Regions from separate parts of the Rattus norvegicus genome. Here region 1 is linked to region 2. The links are chromatin contacts, called in public Hi-C maps. All regions are on one chromosome and are shown on one strand. Each heading gives the region's core, a stretch centred on a gene start, on an enhancer-like site or on the middle of the called end of the contact. The rest is flanking DNA. Distances are from core to core; before and after follow the strand shown.

What was found. Hi-C and Micro-C count contacts between places; a contact is called where the count stands out from the background.
Region 1: a contact with region 2 is called in a Hi-C map of frontal cortex, with 4 times the contacts expected there. The contact joins two enhancer-like sites. A contact is called at or near these places in 6 of 12 Hi-C or Micro-C datasets (the A7r5 cell line, Schwann cells, frontal cortex and 2 more).

The regions. Positions count from the first base shown.
Region 1 is chr3:188,566,092-188,569,263 of GRCr8, forward strand. No RefSeq gene overlaps it. Among named protein-coding and RNA genes, the nearest start is that of Chrna4, 33 kb to the left of the region's middle. Within about 2 kb of position 1,335, at least 17 of the 93 cell types and tissues checked have an H3K27ac peak or open chromatin away from gene starts, as enhancers often do.
Region 2 is chr3:188,284,374-188,287,395 of GRCr8, forward strand. No RefSeq gene overlaps it. Among named protein-coding and RNA genes, the nearest start is that of Bhlhe23, 17 kb to the left of the region's middle. Within about 2 kb of position 1,513, at least 34 of the 93 cell types and tissues checked have an H3K27ac peak or open chromatin away from gene starts, as enhancers often do.

The DNA of each region.
Region 1 (3,172 bases), core at 85-2,584, 280 kb after region 2:
AACAGAGACGGTAGATCTGACTTCCCTAGTTTCCACTGCCACAGTGAATGAGCACACAGAGGCTGAACAAGTAACTCTGCAGCTCTGCTCCGAGAGATCCCATCACATGCCTCCCAGTAGCTCTCCCAGCTTTCAGCAAGGCAAACTGGATCCTGGGCCATGAAAAAGCCTACGGTCAGTTGAAAAAGAGCAGAACTCACACGAACTGTGGTGTAATATATATATAAACAGACATATGTATACATCATATACATATGCACAAATGCTTATACATATGCACATGCACATACATATACATCATATGCATACTCATGTCCACATATAAATACACACACATACATGTACATCAATCCATACCCATACACATATACATCATACACTACACATCACAAAACATATACACATCACACATCATACACATCATATACACATACACATATAAATACACACATACATATACATCAATCCATACGCACACACATATACATCATACACATATGTGTCATATGCATGATGCATCATATACACATACACATATGCATTCAATTAAGCTAGATGAACTAGTGGCCCCACAAGAAGCCACAGAAGGAAAGCTTGAGGAACATAAGTAAATACTTGGAACTGAAATGAGATGCACGGATAGAAAGGGAGGGAGGCAGGTACTGTGGTGCTGAGAGGAAAAGACACACACAGCATCTGAACGAGGCCTGCATATAATGGAATATAGTTCAATATGCAAACTGAGCTCTCACTGAAAGAAACTGAAAGGAAGAGAAAAATTAAACCTAAAAAGAAAATGGAGAAGCAAGGATTAGAGCAGAAAGCAGTAAAATTGGCAATAGAAAAACAACTATCAATCACAGTGGATCACCTAACGCCTCAACAAAGAAGGTGGGGTGGTAGGTACTGAATGTATTCCAGAACCAGGGAAGGGAAAAACAGAGACAGTCCTACTAGAAGAAAGATGATGGGGAAGGGAAAATGTGTGGGGAAAGAGGTGAGCTCAGAGTTTACCAGAAAAAAGGTGATCTTAACAGCACAGCGGGAGCTGTGGGAAGGAAAGGGAGCTATAATATCCTCTAGGGGCCAAGTTCTCCATGTCCACTAGGTTCCTTTGGGGGATAGCAGTGGGCAGGTGTGAGCTGTCCATCCTGCACAGCCTCAAAGGATCGTCTGCCAGCAGCAGCAGAGAAGTTAGCAGGAATCCATTCCAACGCAAATGTAAGACCCACGTGTGAGAGAAAAATAGCAGCTTTGAATGTCAAGTAAAGCCTCAGATGCAGCTGTCTGGCTCTGAGCAGGATTAGGAGCGAGGTCTGCAGCTCCCTGTGAGAGCCCCGCCTCTATGGGCTGAGAGACTCCGGGCTGTGGTAAGCGAGATTCAGGCCACCTTATATCTGACAACCCCACCATGAGAGAGATGTCTACTGGCCCTGAGAGGAGCAGAAGGCCAGGGGCCTTCCCTGTAGCAGGGCTGTAGCTGGTACTCAATACAACACCATCACAAGTCTATTGTCCTGGACATTAGTGTTCCAATGCCCTGACATCAGTTTCCCAGGCCCCGAGTGAGCAGGCTCGTGTTTGGGGTCCCTTTGTTATATGTGCTTTGTGTGTTGTATGTGCTGGCGTTATAGGAGGCCATGGAATCAGGGGTGGGTACAGAGCCAGCAGCTCTGGCTGAGGTTCAAGCTGATAGGAGCTAGGAAAAGTAGCATGTGCCTTCAGACGCTTACAGAACACCAGGAGGTAATTTTAAAAAGCAACAACAGCAACAACAACAACAACAATAACAAAATCCTCTTAGGCCCTAGGGGCCAAAACCCCTAATCCAATTCCCTACTTCCAGTAGTCAGTGCCCTGGCCTGCTAGGATCTGCATACGAGGCCAGGAACAGTTTTCTTTCCAGACACTGGACCACAAGGAAATCAAGACAGCTGACTCTGGAGGTTAGGCTCCAGTAAGGTCAGGTCCTGTGGCTCTGAGGAGAATATCAGTCCTACGCACCCCAGGGAGGGGCGTATCAGGCAAGTAAGGGGTGGAGGCCCTCTGGGATAGACTAAGAGCGTGAGTACCCAGAGTATATATGATTCCGGACAATGAGAGAGAACAGACAGCAGGCCCCGTGTAATCTCCTCAGCTCATCTGTCCACTCATCTCCATCTTGGATCTACTAAAGAGCCTGAAGCCAGATCCTGAGGGATTCTGAGGGTAGCAAGAGGATGCCAGAGAAACGGGCTCTGTAACTCCCCTAAGTGAGAGCCCCATGGTAGGTATGGCAACAGACCCCTGGGTAAATTTGCCTCGCCTGAGCATTGGCTCTGAGTGCTGGACATTCATTGGCTCAGGCCCATGTTGATTTCAAGGTCTAGGTTTAAGCCCCACCATCCAGGATCTGTCTGCCATGCTTCAAGACCTTCTGTAGTCTACAACAGAAGCTGGTGATTCCCATGCCTGCCTCTGGCTCCTGTGCCCCGACTGAGTGGTGTGACTGGTGTGGCTACCCAAGCCTTGTCAGCCTGGCTGAGAAAGACGGGAGCGGGCAGCTGTGCTCTGCCTGACCTCCTGAGAGGCAAGTTCCAGCAGTCCAGATTCATCTGTTCAGAGCACTTCAGGATCACGTGAGACTGGTGGTAGGAGTCTTCGCCTGGTGAGCACTGCCACCTGGTGGCCTTCCTGGGTGTTGCCTCAACTCCAACATTGAAAGTCATCAGGGGCATTTATCCCAGAGAGGTCCCCGCAATTGGCCTGCGCCATAAACCCTAGGAAATTATTCCCCACCTGCCTCTAGACAGGTGATTCCCAGTGTCCCTCACACAATTCTGTCTGGAGGTTCCTTCCCTGTACATGGGCAGCTATACACACCATATCACATCCCTTCTGGTCTACAACATACCCAGGGTTCTTCAGCCCCTGTGAAGGTGCCTTCCCCTGAGCGACCCCTCTTTCCAAGGTGATGGGTAAGTACCTAGGGGGTCTCAGTGAGTTTCAGGGTCATAGTTTATTTTGCATAGATGTTTGCTTTGTGTGCAAAGGTTCACAAACACCTGTATGTTACTTTGGACCTGTGAGATGTTGGTGTGACCACTGACAGGCCGTCTGAAGCAACTGTTTGCTCAACTCTAGAGGAGGTCCCTCTGCTAAATCAATAAACTTGACCATAGACAGGAGACAG
Region 2 (3,022 bases), core at 263-2,762:
GCCAGCTAATGATACTTAATGAGACTTTGTTTCAATTGTTTTCTTTTACATTTATTTGTTTGTGTGCACATGCACGTGGCATGGTCAGAGGACAGTTTCGGGAGTTGATTCTCGACTGCCACTGTGTCTCAGGCTCTCAGACTTGGTGGCAAGTACCTTTACTCGCTGAGTCTCACAGTCCTGAGAAATGGGGAGGAGGATGAGAGGGGCCAGAGTTATTTTATATATTCCATATAGGGACAAACTCTAAAGAATGTAAGGTGCAGCACAGCCGTAACAGCGAAGTAATACGCCCCTGCCTGTCTGTGTGCTTGCATGGGCCGAGCACTAGGACCTTGCTTGTGAGCCTGCTTCTCTACAGAGCTAGGTTCCCTCTGGACCTGGGAACAGCACCCTGGGTTCCTGGCACCCACAGTGCCCAAACACTAGCCAGCCTGAGTTTCATGGAACAAAGTCATAGGCCAGGGGTTCTCTGGGTACCTCGGGGAATGTAGACCATCACTCCCCTGCAGCTTAAGTCTCAGCAACTAAGAGAGGCTGTTGTTACTGCGAGGTCCTGCTGCTCTGCTCATCTTTCTGCTGATGGCTTCTTTTCAGACCCTTGACACCATTACCTTTAGAACATCTTTGTGGATTGGTTCTTCAGGCTTCTGGTGATATGAAGGGATCCTTGTCCCCACTTTCCCCCACAGAACAGGTATCTCTAGGCACCCTGTATCCGACAACAGACTTGTACTAGGGCTGGGACCCAGAGCTGTGGGCAGGATGATGCTGCTGCTCACGGTTGCTTGCAACTTATAATAAGCTGCCTTTGACGGCACCGTTACTGGGAAGAGTGCCCTTAGTCAGACAAACCTGGTGCCCCCATCCTATGGGGAGAGGGTCGAGTCTCCAGGGATGCTTAAGCCAGGTAAGAGCTATTGTGAAGGTTGTGTGCTGTTTATTCTGTGATTCTTTCTGATGCTTTGGGGTCTGCAGTATGGTCCTCCTGTCCCTGAGCAGGTCCAGCCTCTCTGCAGAGCCAGGCTGAGGTCTCTAGATGGAGGGAGGTACGACAGGCCCGTGGCAAGCTGGTGTCATTTCCGTACGGAATTTTACTCACTCTACCAACAAGCTTCTCCATCTCATTGCGAATGGAAACAACTCAAACGACCTTGAGAAGTTTCTGCTATCTTTAAGGTTAAAAAAAAAAATCCCTGTTCCAGGACCCAGTTGAAATATTTGAGAGTGAAAGTGCAGGGGCCCAAGGGAAGAATCCAGTGGTGACTGGCCAGCCGTCTGGTGGGCTGTCCTCCTCTTCCTGCCTTCAGCCTGCAGATCACCATGAGGCCTTTGATTCTTGGGTTCAGGGAAAAGTGACTGATTCCACTGCGTATTCTGCTCACTTAGGCAGCCCGGAAGGTGCCGATCCTACTGTCGCTGCTTTGAAGATGGCGCAAGCTAAGCCCATCAAAACAGGGCAGGTGTCTATTTTTAAAGCGGATGTGCGCAACAGAAAGCCTGCACCCCGCCCGCAGGCTGTCCAAATATAGCGTTCCTTCCTGGATCTCCACAAATGCCATCAGAGACCTCAGGCTCCCTGGAGGCTGCTTCCTCTCCATGCAAGTAAGACTTTTACATCCCCATGTGGAAACACACCCACCCGCTCAAACACCTTCTCTGCCTGCTGTGGCCTCTGAAAGGAATGTTCTGGAGCCCAGAGGACTTGATGGGGAACACAAAGCTCAGCTCAAGAGACTGCCAGAATGGATCCCAAGCCGAGCTTCAGCTGTGGCCTTAGGGACTCCTAGCAGAGTTGGACAGAGACACTTGGCTGAGTTCCTTTCGGCTTTAGCAATAGCCATTTAATCTCACTCAGCCCTGCCGTGTCAGCAGCCTTACTGCCGGAATTGAGCCACATCTGGGGGACACGCAGCCAGACACAGCAAGTATGAGATGGGGACAGGATGCTCAGACCTCTCTCCAAGCAAGCTGCGTGCTCACTGCCACAGTGGCAGCCTGCAATGGAGGGGAACCTGTGATCCTGCTGACACACAGTTCTTTCACTTCCTTTCCTCCCTGCTAAGCCCTGGGGGCTGCACACATGCTAGGACTCTAGAATGTTTCTTTGTATCCTGAGGGGGTTTGCAGAGCCGGTCCTTCCCAGTGAGGAATGGGCTGCTGGCTCCTCACTTTCCTTTCTAGTTGGGAGGGTCTGTGAGCAGCAGCAGCAGCAGCAGCAGCAGCAGCAGCAGCCCCACTAGATTGGAGCGGTCCTGACCCTGCTGCACACAGGGACCTATCCCCAGGTCACATGGTGGGCAAAGTTTTATCACTGGGGAAAGGGTTTCCCAGGTCTCTGGTGACACAGACATTCTCTTTTGATCTGGGCAGTGTAGAGGTCTCCTGGGATCCACTCCCGACTCCTCCACCATCCTGAGACAGTATGTGCATCATAGTTTTGTGTGTAGTAGTGGTGTGTGTATGGTGTAGTATGTTGGTGTCTGTGTGTGTGTGGTGTGGTGTGTGGTATGTGTATGTAGTGGTGTACGTATCTGTGTGTGTGATATGGTATCTAGTATATGTGTGGTATATGTGTGTGTGATGTATATGTGTGGTATACGTGTGTGTTTGTGTGTGTGTGTGATGTATGTATGTGGTATATGTATGTGTCTGTAGTGCAGTGTATGTATGTATGGTAAATATGTGTTGTGTATGTGTATGTGTGTGGTGTAAATATATATGGTATGGTGGTGTGTGTGTTGTGATGTGTGTGGTGTCTGTATGTGTGTGTGGTGTCTATATGTGTGTGTGTATGTGAGATGTATGTGTGTGGTGTCTGTATGTGTGTGTGGTGTCTATATGTGTGTGTGTATGTGAGATGTATGTGTGTGGTGTCTGTATAAGTGTGTGGTGTGTGTGTGGTAATTGTGTATTATGTGTGGTATATGTGTATGTGTGTGTGGTGTATATGTTTGGTACGGTGTAGTGTGTGTGTGTGTGTGTGTGTGTGTGTGTGTGGTGTGTATGTGTGTGGTGTTGC